3 separate regions of the Zea mays genome follow, and regions 2 and 3 are each linked to region 1. A link is a contact called in public Hi-C data. All regions are on one chromosome and are shown on one strand. Each heading gives the region's core, a stretch centred on a gene start, on an enhancer-like site or on the middle of the called end of the contact. The rest is flanking DNA. Distances are from core to core; before and after follow the strand shown. Region 1 holds the start of LOC103634842 (transcription initiation factor TFIID subunit 15b). Region 2 has its middle 40 kb from the start of LOC103634840. Region 3 holds the start of LOC100191361.

Evidence for each region. A called contact is a pair of places that touch in the nucleus more often than the background predicts.
Region 2: a contact with region 1 is called in a Hi-C map of tassel, with 2.4 times the contacts expected there. The contact joins the enhancer-like site here to the promoter of LOC103634842 in region 1. A contact is called at or near these places in 5 of 25 Hi-C or Micro-C datasets (ear, endosperm, leaf and 1 more).
Region 3: a Hi-C map of ear shows a contact between it and region 1, with 2.3 times the contacts expected there. The contact joins the promoter of LOC100191361 here to the promoter of LOC103634842 in region 1. A contact is called at or near these places in 4 of 25 Hi-C or Micro-C datasets (ear, leaf and tassel).

Annotation. Positions count from the first base shown.
Region 1 is chr8:16,243,345-16,248,180 of Zm-B73-REFERENCE-NAM-5.0, reverse strand. It overlaps LOC103634842 (transcription initiation factor TFIID subunit 15b), which reads right to left and starts at 2,906. Exons shown (of 9, transcript XM_035961607.1): 1 at 2,688-2,906; 2 at 2,377-2,608; 3 at 939-1,761; 4 at 136-286; 5 at 1-29. The coding sequence starts at 2,754.
Region 2 is chr8:16,057,483-16,062,318 of Zm-B73-REFERENCE-NAM-5.0, reverse strand. No RefSeq gene overlaps it. Among protein-coding and RNA genes, the nearest start is that of LOC103634840, 40 kb to the right of the region's middle. Within about 2 kb of position 2,593, at least 19 of the 20 cell types and tissues checked have an H3K27ac peak or open chromatin away from gene starts, as enhancers often do. A contact at or near this core is called in ear, endosperm, leaf and 1 more, where this site is marked.
Region 3 is chr8:16,410,300-16,415,135 of Zm-B73-REFERENCE-NAM-5.0, reverse strand. It overlaps LOC100191361, which reads right to left and starts at 2,292. Exons shown (of 12, transcript NM_001136795.1): 1 at 2,104-2,292; 2 at 1,042-1,121. The coding sequence starts at 2,169.

The DNA of each region.
Region 1 (4,836 bases), core at 1,657-4,156:
ACTGATTTTATAACCTCTCATGTCATAATCTAGAACATGAACGGAAATACGGAATAAATGCATTAGAAACTGAACTGGACTTTGCATTGGAGAAATTGATATCACTAAACATTGCAAACTCGACAGCAATCTTACTATTGTAAAATCCACCAGCTGAATGAGCAGCAGAAGGATCTTCATAAGCAAGGCAAGCATCTCCTTTGGCTTTTCCAGAGTCATCAGCATAGATTTTTATGTTCCAAGGCCACTGATCTTTGTAACCACGCTTTTGCTTGATCCTTCCGACCTTTAAAAAAACGCCGCAAAGGCGCAAACAATCCAAAATCATCCAATGCAAAGATAACACGAAGATGAAGGGCAACACATTAAATAAATGAATTGGTTTCAACAGCATGATAGCTCATGTAAAACCAAGAAACTGTAAAGAAGTGGCGATAGATGATAAAGAATCTGAAAAGGAAACTCTAAAAAAGTGTTAGTTAATAACAAAGGCTCAACATAATGTGAAACCAACTGTACTCTACTCAATATAGAAAGAAAAGGCAAATAGAAAAAATCGGTTCCATACCAATGTTCTACTCAAATAAGCTAAAATTCTGAGAACCCTAATAACAATCAAGGAAGCAGTGAAACACTAATACCAAATTTGATGTAATACATAACATTTTCCATCACCAAAAGTCACATTACACGATTGCATAAGTATAAGTATTAACTACTAAAGGTTGTATTACCAATTCAGTAGTAGAAATTTTGGCTATAAAATGCACAATCGTAGTGAGCATCACAGAAGTACAAATCTAATTAGCAAAGTAGTAAAAAAAAGTAATGAATTCTGTTGCAGAAATATAAAATATATACCATTGGAGAACACGATAATCTTGTACAACATACAATTACTATCACTCAAAAGGAAGCGATGTAAAATTAAATTATACCTGGCCGATTCCTCCAAATAGCTCTTGTAATTCCTCAACAGTGACATCAGGAGGCAAATTTGAGATGTAAATCCTTGCGTTGTCACATGTCTCGTCACAATTTTCATCGCACTGCTTAACTTTTCCAGCTGGTTCAGGGTCAGCACTACCAGTATAACCGCTGCCGCCACCATGATAAGGCGGTGGTGCACCCCCAGATCCTCCACCCCCAGGCATGGACCGACCACCATATCCACCATCATATGTAGGAGGCAGACCCCCTTGCCCCCCTGGGGCACCACCATATTGGTGTGGAGGCGGGGCACCATAGCTTGGTGGGTATGAGCCTGGGCCACCACTGTAGCTATTAGGAGGCGGCACTGCAGAATCTGAACCATAAGCATTGTTGCCTCCATAGGAGCTCGGAGGTGCTGCATAATCACCCGCAGGACCACCATACGAAGGAGGAGCTTGTGGAGGAGCTTGCCCATAGCCACCAGCACTGTAGCCACCTTCACTACCCCTTTGGTTCTCCTGATCTCGTCCCCCATAGCTGCCACCTCTGCCACCACGGTGGTCATCAAAACCACGGTCACTGCCACCACTTCGATTGTAGCCTCCTCCACCCCCGCTTCCACCACCACGCCCACCAGAATTATAGTCTCCACCATCTCGGTCGAAACCACCACCTCCAGAACCATAATCACCACTGCCACGGTTGTATCCTCCACCACCTCCACCAGATCTATTATAACCCCCACCCCCGCCGCCACCACCTCCACTTGGGCAAGGTGCTCCACACTTATTGCATTCAGCCCTCCTCGCAAAGTTCACATTGCCACAACTGCATCAAGATTGTAAATTTTCAGGAAATAAATAAACCAAGAAACCAGTTATAATAAAACAATTAAAATTTCTGGATCATGGAAGAACTAAAAGTACATACAAAGAAAATAACACATTATGAAAGTACAGCCAAAAAAACATAAACATTTCCTATAATCATAATCAGATGTATACATGTATGGACTACAGTTATACTGAATTACATTTCAAAGTCAAATAAATTTACAAAGCCATGGAATCAGCTTTAAGTTGTCATCAGTAGCCATCTAGCACAAATCTTTTAGAATTATAGTGAAGACAACCAGCTTCAATCCATAGAAGCTTATTGAAGTCCGGTAAACCAGACAACGCAAATGACAGGAAGCTATATACCATCCAGCTCATGGATCAAATCAAACTAAAGGAACAGGGAGCTAGGTCCTGCACACCATGCCGCATGCAAATCATTATCCGACAGCATAGTGATTCAATTACCCAAACACGTAAAAAACATCTCGAAACAGTTGTACTTGTCTCGAGTCTACACGCCAGAATTCGAAGGACAGTCCGGAATAACACAATTGAAGGAATCTAGTCCAACAGAAAATCGATGAACAAACTATTGGAAAAGCACCTCGCGTCAGGGCAAACCCAGTCTCCTTCGCGTCCACCCCCGCGCCCGCCACCGCCTCGGCCACCTCCACCACCTCCTCGTCCTCCACCACCGAACCCTCCGCCGCCACTGCCTCGGCCACCTCCACCCCCGCCGCCGCCGTAGCCTCCACTACCGCCACCTCCATATCCTCCTCCACCGCCGCCACCTCCATATCCTCCCCCGCCTCCGCGCCCACGACCGCCGCCGCCACCTGCACAAGCACGAATCGCTCAGAAGCAGATTCCAGGGAGACAGACAAGCGCACGCAGCTCGCGGGATCCAAACGCAACCTCGGCCACCGTAGCCTCCGCCACCGCCGCCGCCGCGGTAGTCTTCGGATCCGTAAGACGCTGACATCGGGTCAGGTCGCCCCCTAGGCCTAGGGTTTGGGACCGGGAGCTCGCGAGTCGTGATGCGAACAGGGATAGATATATGGAATATGTATTAGGGCAAAAAGAAGAGTGGCAAATCGTACTGTGCTTAACAGCGGTGGACTGCTATAGGGCGGTTGGGATGGCGGCGGATTTAGCTCTTTGAATCCATTACCTATATTCGTTTTTTTATAGGCTCGGGTTAGTAGGGCTTCGTTTATGAATTGTAACTTCAGTTTACCGGCTTCACCCCGAAACAACTTCAACAAATTAATTACGTGGGGTTCAAGATTATTTGGCTTGTACATAAACTCCAACTTCTATAATACAATTAATTTATGTGAGTTTTTTTAATTACCTTTAATGATTAGCGGTGGAGAAAAAGACTTGAATCGGTAGGTCATGTAACAAATGACATGATGATTAATTTTTTTATAACTTTACGAGAGGGTATGAAAAAGTGTTTTTAAGCACCATTTAAGGAACTTAAAAAAATTCATGAAATTAGCCTATAGTTTCAAAAAAAAGTTAGAGCTCGTGTAGCTGGACCTGTTTAGATATAAAAGCTTAAGCCCCTGTTTGTTTCGACTTTTCGCAGCTTCTGGCCACCAAAAGTTGTTACGGACTGCCAAACACTCAGCTTTTCAGTCAGCTTCTATAAAATTTGTTTGGGTAAAAACATTTAAAATCAACATAAACATATAATCGATTGAGTCGTCGCAATAGTAGTAATCCATCACTTTATAGATCCTGAGCCCCATGTATAACTTTATCTTCCTCCGCACGTAATTCTAATGATACTCAGATTCTCTACACAACTAGATTCTCCCCACAGCTAGATTCTCGGAAAAACTGGTCAGAAAAAAGCTGAACCAAACAGGCCATAAATAGACTTAAAATTCTTGAAGTGTGGCTCTCCCAAACAGGGCCATATTCTCTTGAAAGATTATCTTTTCTATGGTGATGTTTGAATGCACTAAAGCTAATAGTTAATTGGCTAAAAAATTACTAGTGAAATTAACTAGCTAATGATTAACTAATTTACTAAAAATAGCTAATAGTTGAACTATTATCTAAGTTGTTTGGATGTCACCAACTAATTTTAGCTACTAACTATTAGTTCTAGTGCATTCAAACACCCCCTACGTCTCTTTCTTCTTCAACAACATTCTTTATATCTCGTCTTCTATACATAAATATATTTTAATGAGATATATATTTTACTTTAATTTTTTATATATACACATTTTTATACATATTTTAATTTTACTAAATACCCTCGTCCCAAAATAGTATTCATTTTAGACTAAGTATATATTAATTGATTAATCTATGAAAGTGGTTTGTATGTATGTCTACATTCATTATCATTCATTCGAATGTAGACGCAAAAGAAGAGGGTTATAAAACTATATTTTGTGATAGATGGAGTATGCGATTTAAAGTATTAAAATAGACAAAAAAGAGTAGAAAAAATATAGAGAGAGGAACGTCCTCTATATTTATAGTATCGTTTAGAGAACGCTGCTTGAGAGATAGAGGGGGATTCTCCCTAAATATAGGATAGAGGACCCTTTAGGGCTTGTTCGTTTTTATCTCAATACATATCGATTGGAGGGGATTGAATGAGTTTAAATCCATAGCACATCAAAATATCACTTAATTCCTCTCGATCCTCTCCAATCCATATGGGATATGAATAACCAAACAAGGTCTTAAGGGGTCATTGTTGGACTCAATTTAAGCCCATTATCACTATGTTTTAGGCTTTCAGTGAGTGCGACAGTTGCTCAAATGTAAATGTTTAATATAAAACGTTAAAAGATAGTGACGTTTTGTTGAGGTATTTGTGGGGGACTGATATCCTCCGGGTCCACCAGAAGGATAAGGGACCTCACGAGAGGCCCGTGGGCCCAATAATTCGCAAGGTCGTCCCTTCGTGGGCCTGGGGAGGAACGTCTAGTGAAGCGGATTGACACAAGACCGGATCGACGCAAACCCAGACGACCCGATGAAGTTGAGCAATGACCACAACAGTGACCCGACCTTCCCGCGCAGGGGCCTCATA
Region 2 (4,836 bases), core at 1,344-3,843, 190 kb after region 1:
TGCCCTTGGGCCATTTCTAAGTATTTTGGTGATTTAGTGTCCAACACAAGTGCTTAAGTGATAAACTATGCCAAATGGTGGATAAGGTGCAAATCAATACAAAGGTATGATTCTAGACTTAGTATATTGGTTTTTGTGTACTAACATGTTTGTCTAAGTGCTAGAATCAGAGAAAATTCAATTGGAAAAGCTTGGCTCGAAGCAGCCAAAAGTCTGCTCAGTCTGGGTACACCGGACTGTCCGGTGGTGCACCGGACAGTGTCCGGTGCGCCAGGCTGGCTCTGGCAAACTGGCCGCTCTCGGGAAATCGTCGGCGGCGTATGGCTAAAATTCACTGGACTGTCCGGTGTGCACCGGACTGTCCGGTGAGCCAGCAGTCGGTCGGGCCAACGGCCGGCCGCGTAATCCGCGCGCGACGCGTGGCAGAGCCAACGGTCAAAAGGGGGCACCGGACTGTCCGGTGCGCCAACGGCTCTGAACCGCCAACGGTCGGCTTCGCCAAAGAAGGAAAGAAATCTGCACCGGACAGTGTCCGGTGGTGCACCGGACAGTGTCCGGTGGTGCACCGGACTGTCCGGTGTGCCAGGCGACAGAAGACAAGAATTGCCTTCCTGGAATGCTCTCAACGGCTCCTAGCTGCCTTGGGGCTATAAAAGGGACCCCTAGGCGCATGGAGGAGCACACCAAGCAACCTTTGAGCATTGTTGATCATTCACACTTCATTCTTGCACACTTGTTCGACATTCTTAGTGATTTGAGCTCCGTTCTAGTGAGAACCTTGTGATACTCTTTTGAGCTCAAGTCTTGGTCTTGTGTGTGCGTATTTGCTATGGATTTGAGTGTGTTGCTTCCCTCCCTTACTCTAGTGCTTCATTGTGATTCTTATTGTAAGGGCGAGAGACTCCAAGTTGTGGAGATTCCTCGCAAACGGGAAAGAGTAAAGTAAAGAAGAACACCGTGGTATTCAAGTTGATCATTGGATCACTTGAGAGGAGTTGAGTGCAACTCTCGTCCATTGGGACGCCACAACGTGGAGTAGGCAAGTTTTGTACTTGGCCGAACCACGGGATAAATCCTCGTGTCTCTTGTGCTTGTCCTTATTGTGTCTATTGTGCTTCACAAGAGCTCTCCTCTCTACTCACTTGATTTCATTGTTCTAACTCTTAATCAAGTTAGTGGTGTTAAGTTTTAAGTTTTACAGGATCACCTATTCACCCCCCCCCCCCTCTAGGTGCTCTCAACGGTCCGGTCGTGCACCCTGGACGGTCCGCGAGGACGCTGAAAATACATTTTACCGAACCCGTCACCTTCGGGTTTTTTCTGGTTTTCACCGACTGGACGGTCCGCGCCTGAAGCCAGACGGTCCGCGCTTGGTCTCGGACGGTGCTCGCTTCTCCGTTCGACGATCCGTAGAGTAGACTTGTGTTTTTGCAGTGTTCCTATCCGAGGTTCACCTTGGTGCCGCGGATGGTCCGCCGCAATGGCCCGGACGGTCCGCGCATAGGTGTTTTTCCAAAAAGCTTCTCCTGTCCGGAATAATCTACGGTATTCTGGACAGTCGATTTAGAATAGTTGTAGATGAACTTATGCACCTATGAAATGATCAACTAGGCATATTGGTTAGTCCACAAGGTTTGTGATGGTCGTCAAACACCAAAATCGATTATAGGAAATATTGAGACTATTTCCCTTTCATTCCGGGAGAGCGTCTGGGAAGTCTCGATGGAGGTGTCCAAATCCCGCCGGAGCTCTAGAGGATAATTGTTACACTGAGCCAGGGCTGACAAAAACCAAATAGACAAAGAGGAGGAAGCAACGCGTACCTCCCATTTGGGCCTTCAGGCCTTGGGCCTCAGATCGCTCGGCCTCCAATTCCTTTGCAAGGAAGTCGGCTCGGGAGGAGGCCTGGGTGGCCTAGCGGCGAGACTCATCTCATTCGCCAGTCACCACCAGCCAGTCACCACCAGGAGGCTTTCCTTCAACTATTGCACCTCCTCCGCCAACGGCGACACCTTTGTGTTCAGCAGCCGCACCTCCTCCTGAAGCGGCTCCACTCTCCCGCGGATAGCCGTGACCTCGTCCTTCAACTCCACGCACAGTGAAGTCAGGTCCGCGCCTCGGCGCTCTTCAGGGCTAGCTGCTCGTTTGAGCGATACAGTAGGCCCTGCTGGCGCTGCAGCGCGGCCCAGACGTCACACTCACGACGGATGAAGATGGACTTGGCAGCAGATTTCGCCATCAGCCCCTGAGAAGAAAAAAAGCAACATCACTACACCACTCGTAGAAAGGGACATCTCACAAAGGGTTTCTCAGGCCGCTTCGAGGGGCCGACCTCCTCGACACTTGCCACCTCGAGGCTCCAGACAACAACCGAGGAGTCGGGGATGGCACGCAGGAGGTCCAAGATGGTGGGTGGTGCCCGGTCGACATTGCGTCCGACACCCCGCCTCCTCCCCGGAAGAGACGGTGATGGCCTCGGCCAAAGTCGTCGGAGGCGCCGCAGCCACCTCGACGTCTGTAGCACCCTGCCCAGTATGCCCACCGAGGGCAAGCTGGACCACCTCGGTGCCCCGCTGGATGGCCTCCACGACAGCGTCGAGCCACGTGTGCGAGCGAGTCACGGCCTCGGCCAACGTCCCACACCAGACTTCACCTCCTTAGTGGCAATAAAGGCCGGCTTGCGGGCCTTGCGCTTTATGCTGAAGCATAACAAGACAAAAAGTCATAAGTAGAACTCAAGGACAAAGAAAATACTCCTATGGTTTAGCGGCGTACCTGGTCTGGGGTACGACGGCCAGCCTCTGCCCCGTTATGGGCACCTAGAGCGGGACGGCAGCCCTCTCATCCACGAGCTTCGTGGCAGCCACCTAGGGCGGGGCGGCTGCCTTCTCCTCCACGGCCACCACTTCCTCTGCAACTGCAGGGACAGGGCCTGGCTCGCCCGACACCCGCGCCTCTCACAGGGACGCTGTTGTCCCTTGTGAGGGCACGTTCGTGCCGCTCGATAGACCCACCGAGGCTGGCTCAGACCAAAGTCTGGCCTCGGGACTGAAGCCCAGCCGGACCTCCATCCCCTCATCGTCCTCCTCCTGCGTGCTGGGAGAGGGTTCAACGGCAACCCCTCCCTCGCCTGCGCCCTACGACACTTCTCCAATGTGTCACGGGCTACCCTCTTCTCGTGGGCCCGCTTCTTGTCCGCATCTTTCTTCTTCTTCTCCTCGACGGCCAACTGACGCATTGTTCGGCCGGCAACGTCCTCTAGAACTGGAGGTCGGGCGATTCGGTAGTCCTGCAGCCTCTGGGAAAGGGAGGAGAAGGATGAGATGGAGAAAAAAGGGAAGAGAGAATGGAAGGAGAATCTGAAGACTCACCAGGGACACGTAGCCTTGGTTGGGGCGCATTAGGACGGGGGCGGTGTAGTCTGCCTTCCACACCGCCCCCTTCACCCGCCAGAGGAGTTCGTTGGTGGAGAGGGTGTCCGATGCCATCTGGGAGCTTTCTATGGAGGCCACGACCGTCATCTCGTCCAGGCAGAGCCGACACTCGGTTAGCAGCAATACCCTCCTCCGATGGGAGGCGGCGATGACTCTAACCGCGGTAAGTCCGCGGTCCCAAGCCTCCATAGGGCGTCCAGCTGCACTGCAGCTGGACCTGGTGCTCCCGTGGAGCGCTCACCGCCAGTGTTCCATCGCCGCAAAGACGATGTGCTACGTATACACTGGCTGCTGCCCGTCATCGTTGCGGAGGTAGAACCATCGGCCCTGCCACCCTTTGTTCGATGAGGTGAGGATGGCAAGGATGTACAACTGCGTCTGATCCGAGCGCAGCAGAAGCGTGCAGCCGCCAACCCGTACCATGTTGCGCACCATCATCACGTCGGTGGAGAGGGAGAACGGCTCCGCCCGGAATAGGTGGAGCCATAAGTCCCAATGGGACTCAATCCCCATGTACTACTCGCAGACGGCGACGAAGTTGGCCGCCTGAGCGATGGAGTTGGGGTTGAAGTTGTGAAGCTCCACCCCATAGTAATGCGAGAGCGCCCGCATGAAGCGACTCGTAGGCACTCTGGACCCCGCTCGTGGAAGGGGGTGAAACTCACCACATAACCCGCAGGCAGAGACAGTTCTTGCTCGTCGCCTGGTGCAATCCACTCCAGCTGTGGCCCGTGGGAGCTGGGACGGAGCAGCCCGATGTCCACCAATGCCTGCAGGTCATCGACGGTGATAGAGGAGATCGGCCATGGGTCGTGGGGAGGAAGGACGCTTAGTTTCTCGTCCATCAGAGCTAAGGAAGAAGACAAGAAGAGAGCGCAAGAGTTTTTGTGGCTAGGGCAGGAAAGCAAGAGCAGAAGGCAAAGAACGAAAGAGCCCTCGGGCGGATTTATAGGGGCGAACGGAGTCACCGAGATATGGGCCGAGCCACCCCGAGTCAAGGCCAGGAATGGGTTGGGTCACTTCGAATTCCCCACGCACGCGTGCTGCAATGGTCGGCCTACGGGCCAACGCGTCCCGTCACATTAAATTCTCGCCCTTCCTGTCGGGATGACGTCGGTCAGCAAGCGTCGCTTCACATTACGCATCAAAAGGTGTGGCCCTCTATCCCTCCTCTTTTTCATCCCTTCGCAGATAACAGGGAGAGGCGCCCAGACCTTGGACTTCCTTCCTCGAGAAGGAAGAGGTGATAAGTCACCTGCTGCTTAGGGGTTCGAAGGTTGGACCCTTGGCAAGGTTCAGGAAACCGCCTTAGAACAACGTGGGCTCCGAGCCCTTTACAGATCAGGGATTCGAAGGTTGGCCCCTCAGAAAGGATCCATAACTGCCCCAGAACATAGAGTCA
Region 3 (4,836 bases), core at 1,043-3,542, 170 kb before region 1:
TTCTGAGCTGATTATTTTTTTAGTTATCTGATATATTTTGATCCTTTAAACCATTGTTTTGTGTTAGAGTAGAACACTAACCAGTTCAACCCAAAAGTTTAAGCTGATGGAAGAAGGTAATCAATCCACTTATACACTTCAACACCCCTGACTCACGTGTAGCCGGAGAGAAAGGCGCAAACGTGGAAAATAAATGGGTGGAGACACAAATAAAGCATCTGCCACCTCTGACTTTGATACCATGTTAGAGTGGACGCACTAACCAATTCAACCAAAAAGCTTAAGTTGATAGAAGAATGTAGTCAATCCACTTATACAATTCAACATCCCCACCCACGTGCAGCCAGAGAGAAAGGCGCAAATGTGGAAATAAATAGGTGAAGGCACAAATAAAGCCTCTGTCAAGATTCGAACTCGAGACTTCTGTCTTTGATACCATGTTAGAGTGGACGTATTAAACAGTTCAACCCAAAAGCTTAAGCTGATGGGATAAGGTAGTCAATCCATTTATACACTTCAACATTTTGCACCCTGTTGAATCTTATTAGTAAATTACATATACATCTTCAAATAACATCATTTTTTATAAATTACCAAACCAAATCTGCACTATCCTTCTGGCTTAAGAAACATGGGCATTTCATGTATGAATAACATTTGTCCACAATGCAAAGTCATTGTTCTTTATTTTACTTGAAATGTATATAACTATGACCTGCCATGAGCACCTTCAAGACGCCATATGAGTCAAACAAATGACAAATAAGTGAAATAACAAACCAATCTGGCTCTTGATCAGGGAGTCAACTTGAAGTAATAATGGTGTGGAAGGTTGATATAATCATGTTATAAGAAACTTTTAAATAGATTGAAACATAAGGCTGTTGCGAAAGCTGAAAGGGCCTCTAGCTGGTTAGATGGTCTGATTAGCACTCCTCAGGTCCTAAGTCCGACTTCCATGGGAGCAAATCTCATGTTGAGTTAAAAAATATCCTCGTCTAGAGCCAACCATTTGTTACTAAGATAAATAATGTGTAGTACCTTGCACTGGTTGACTTGTACATTTGTTGAGCTTCATAGAAATTTCCTCCATCCACCATACTCTCAAGCCTTTCAATTGTCTGATGCACATAATTCACAATTATTAATTAATTGAGTAAAACTCTACAGGACCTGTGCCTAAAATACAACATAATGATGCCAAGGGAGCACAAGCTCGCATAACAGCTGATGCTAAAAGGGTGCAGTGAAATACTTTATAGCATATAGGGCAAGGTTTTGTCACTAAACCCATCCACTTTCTAACCTAAGGCTCATTAGTCGAAACACACACAAGCCAGTAGGTGGTAGGCCAAGTACTCATGAATATTTACATCATTGAATTGTTTTTTCAAAATCTTTACCCCCTTAATGGATAATGATTGCTTTCTGTAGCTACAGAAATTTCAGAAGAGAACTAGAAAAGTAATATTAAACGAACGTCCAGAGTTTAAATAGGAAATTGAATAAGGCCATGTTTGGTTCCCTGGAATTGATAGGAATTGGAAAGTAATATAATAATGAAATGGGAAGCATTTGCTAGATATTGGTTTGAATTCATGGGATCCAAACAGGTCCTAAAAGAAATCTGATTTCTAGTTAATAACTGTGTTTGGTTTTGTACGAGTAAATGGTGCCAACCTTGGGGAAGATAAACTATCAAATATAGTGGTTAGGTTTTGCAACCATATGGAATTCTGGTGTTCATATAATTATTATATAGGACTATTCGTCGCTTCCTTTTTTTTCCAACTGGAACGAGAAAAGTGTACAGCATCCTTTTTGCAGACAACTAGATTCAACCAAGAGAAACTCAACCCCGTTGTAGATTTTTTTTTCGTTCCCTTGAATGCTTGCCGGCGCCGCCTTGCATTGGAGGTCTTCAGCAAACCCTAGTTCCAACAAATTGGCCATGAGTTGGTTCCCCGAGATCCAACTCGCCCATCGCACACACGCCCGAAAGACACAAACGATCGCACTAATGTGGGCACGCTCACCTCACCCGCGGGGGCCGAGCAGAAGCCCGAGGGAGGAAGGGATGGACGGGGAGAGGGGGTCCCTCACCTTCTCAGGAGGAGGCAGGTCGCGGCGCGCCCTCATGCTCCCTCTCATGCTCAAGGACCGCGACATGGCTCCGCGGCGGGCTAGCCCCGGCACAGGCGGCAGCAGGGAGGACAGGGGGCAGCGGTGGTGGGTGATCGGAGTCGCCGCGTCGGCAACCCTGGGGTGAAGAGGACGGCGTGGCCGCGTGGCCTCTGGCCTGTGGCTCTTGGTGTGTGGTATAGTTGTACATGTGGGCCGGCCTGGCCCGGCACGGCACAAGCACATCTAGGCACGACCCACAAAGGCACAACCCCAATTGTGGGCCGTGCCAGCACATGGGCCGAGCCAACGGCCCACGGCACAGCACACAATTACTAATGTGTGTCAGACCGGCCCAAAAAGACCAAAATACCATAATGTGTCAGATCAGCCCACATATAAAATGCAACAATAATAATACGAAAACAGAGGTACTCAGGTACAGAACATATATGACCAAATAAAATTGAGCTATTTTGTGGCTGCCTCATTAAAAACCTTTGGTCATAAGGGAAAAAGAGTACATCTAGCTCAAAAATAGTAATCAGTTCAATGTTTCGAGAGTTTAGTTGAGTAATACAGCCATACATACGAAATACATATACAATGATATAATCCTACACGGCCACATGCACACTAGTCACTAGGAGCATCTTGATTATCATCACCATCACCATCTAGATACTGATTCTCGAAGGCTTGTTGAAGCTCTGGATTCTCCAAGTTGTGTTGTTCTCTATCGTCGCTCATCTGCCAATCCTTCAAACATGTCAAGGTCTCCACCATCTCACTAGTTAGACAACGTCTCCTCTCCTCAAGCACCCTGCCAGCAAGACTAAAAACAGATTCGGAGCTAATAGTTGAAACAGGTACAGTTAGAACATCCTTAGCTAAAATGGAGAGAATAGGGTATGTATTCTTATGCTCACGCCACCAACTAAGAATATCAAAATCATCATCAAACACAGTAATTGGATCACTGTCAACATACATGGACAACTCAGAGACTGGACAGAAATTAGAAGGCGAAGAAGTATGGCCAACAGAAGTAGTAGTAGTTCTAGTGTTAGAAGATGAAGTACCATAAATCTTACCCCAAGCAGATTTCACTTTGCTAGTACTTACGGATTGAGTTGCCCTTTGCAACCTGGTGCCACCAAATTTGCTAACATCCATATGTAGAGTTCCATCTAACATCCATATCCAAACCAAATTTGCGAGGACGAACATCCATAGCAGCACAATAAGATTTATATGCAGCGATGCGTTGGTTGGAAGCATTTAAAAATGATATTGCAGTTCTGAAATCTTCAACATAAGGTTTCAAACGCTTCAAACCAGATTTTACAATGAGATTAATTATGTGACATGCACATCTCTGATGCAAGAATAGAGAACCAACATAACCAGAGAATCTTGGGCAGTGTTTGGTTGAGGAGCCAAGTAGAACGGAGCCGATACATCCCTAATTCTAGGAACGGAGCCGCTCTGTTCTGTGTTTGGTAATCTGGAACGGAGTGGCTCTGTTTTTTGTTTGGTTGCAGAGTGAACGGAACGGAGCGTGACTGTGAGAGCGGGATGGGAACGGAGCGGCTCCGTTCGGTTGATTTTTTGGAGCGGAATGGTTCCGAATCTGAGGAGAATATTCTCTAATTGGAGCCATTCCGTTCTAGTTACTTTGTAACCAAACAGCAACAAAACTGGGACAGAACGACTCCGTTCTACTTGGCTCTTCAACCAAACACTACCTTGGTGTAAGGATGTTCATAGCATTAGAATTAGCTGATGCATTATCTAGAGTAACAGAAAAAACCTTATCAATCAACTTAAACTCTTCAACAACAGTTGCAACCCGCTCTGCAATATTAGAGCCACTATGCGAAACATCAATAAGCCTCATTCCAATGACCCTTTTCTCTAACAACCAATCAACATTAACAAAATGGGCAACAACACTAATATAATCTTCCTTCGCATTACCAGACCATATATCAGATGTGAGTGCAACAGATGACACACTAGATTGCAATAGATCAATCAACACGGTACGACGTTGCTTGAAAAACTTAACAAGATCTCTAGTCGTTGTCTGTCTACACACAGAACGGAACCTAGGATTATGAGAGCGTCTAATGTAACGCTCAAAAGCAGGATGACCACCAAAACCCAAAGGAAGATCTAAAGTAGCAATCAAACGACACATTTCAGTACGAGCAGTAGCAGCATTATAATCCCATGAACGCACAGAACCATCACCATTAAACTGAAGTAAAGATTGTGGCCTACTTGCACGCTCAGCTTTAGATGCACAAGCAATACGATGTCGATGCAAATGACCTGTACCACCCTTAGCAGTTAACTGTGATTTGCAGTAGTGACATTTTGCTGCATACCTGACTTTCTTACCATTAACTTGTTTGTAGAGTTGCTCGAAGTCATTCCACACATCAGAGGTGGTTTTCCTACCTCGCTTGTTACCTGTGTCCGAGCTGCTGCCTACAACAGTTGGGCTTGCACTCGGCGTTGGCGTGAACGAAGATCTGCCACCGACGCCATCCTCAATGGAGGTCGGATGATTCAGAGTCGGATCTGCGGTAGACGCTGTTGTGGCTTGCCGTTGAGGTAGAGACAGGGTGGCCGTGGCCCGTGCACCGAGCTGGGGAAGTGGAGTCGGGGCGCCACCTCCATTTCCTTGCGCCATTGCCGACGTCGAGG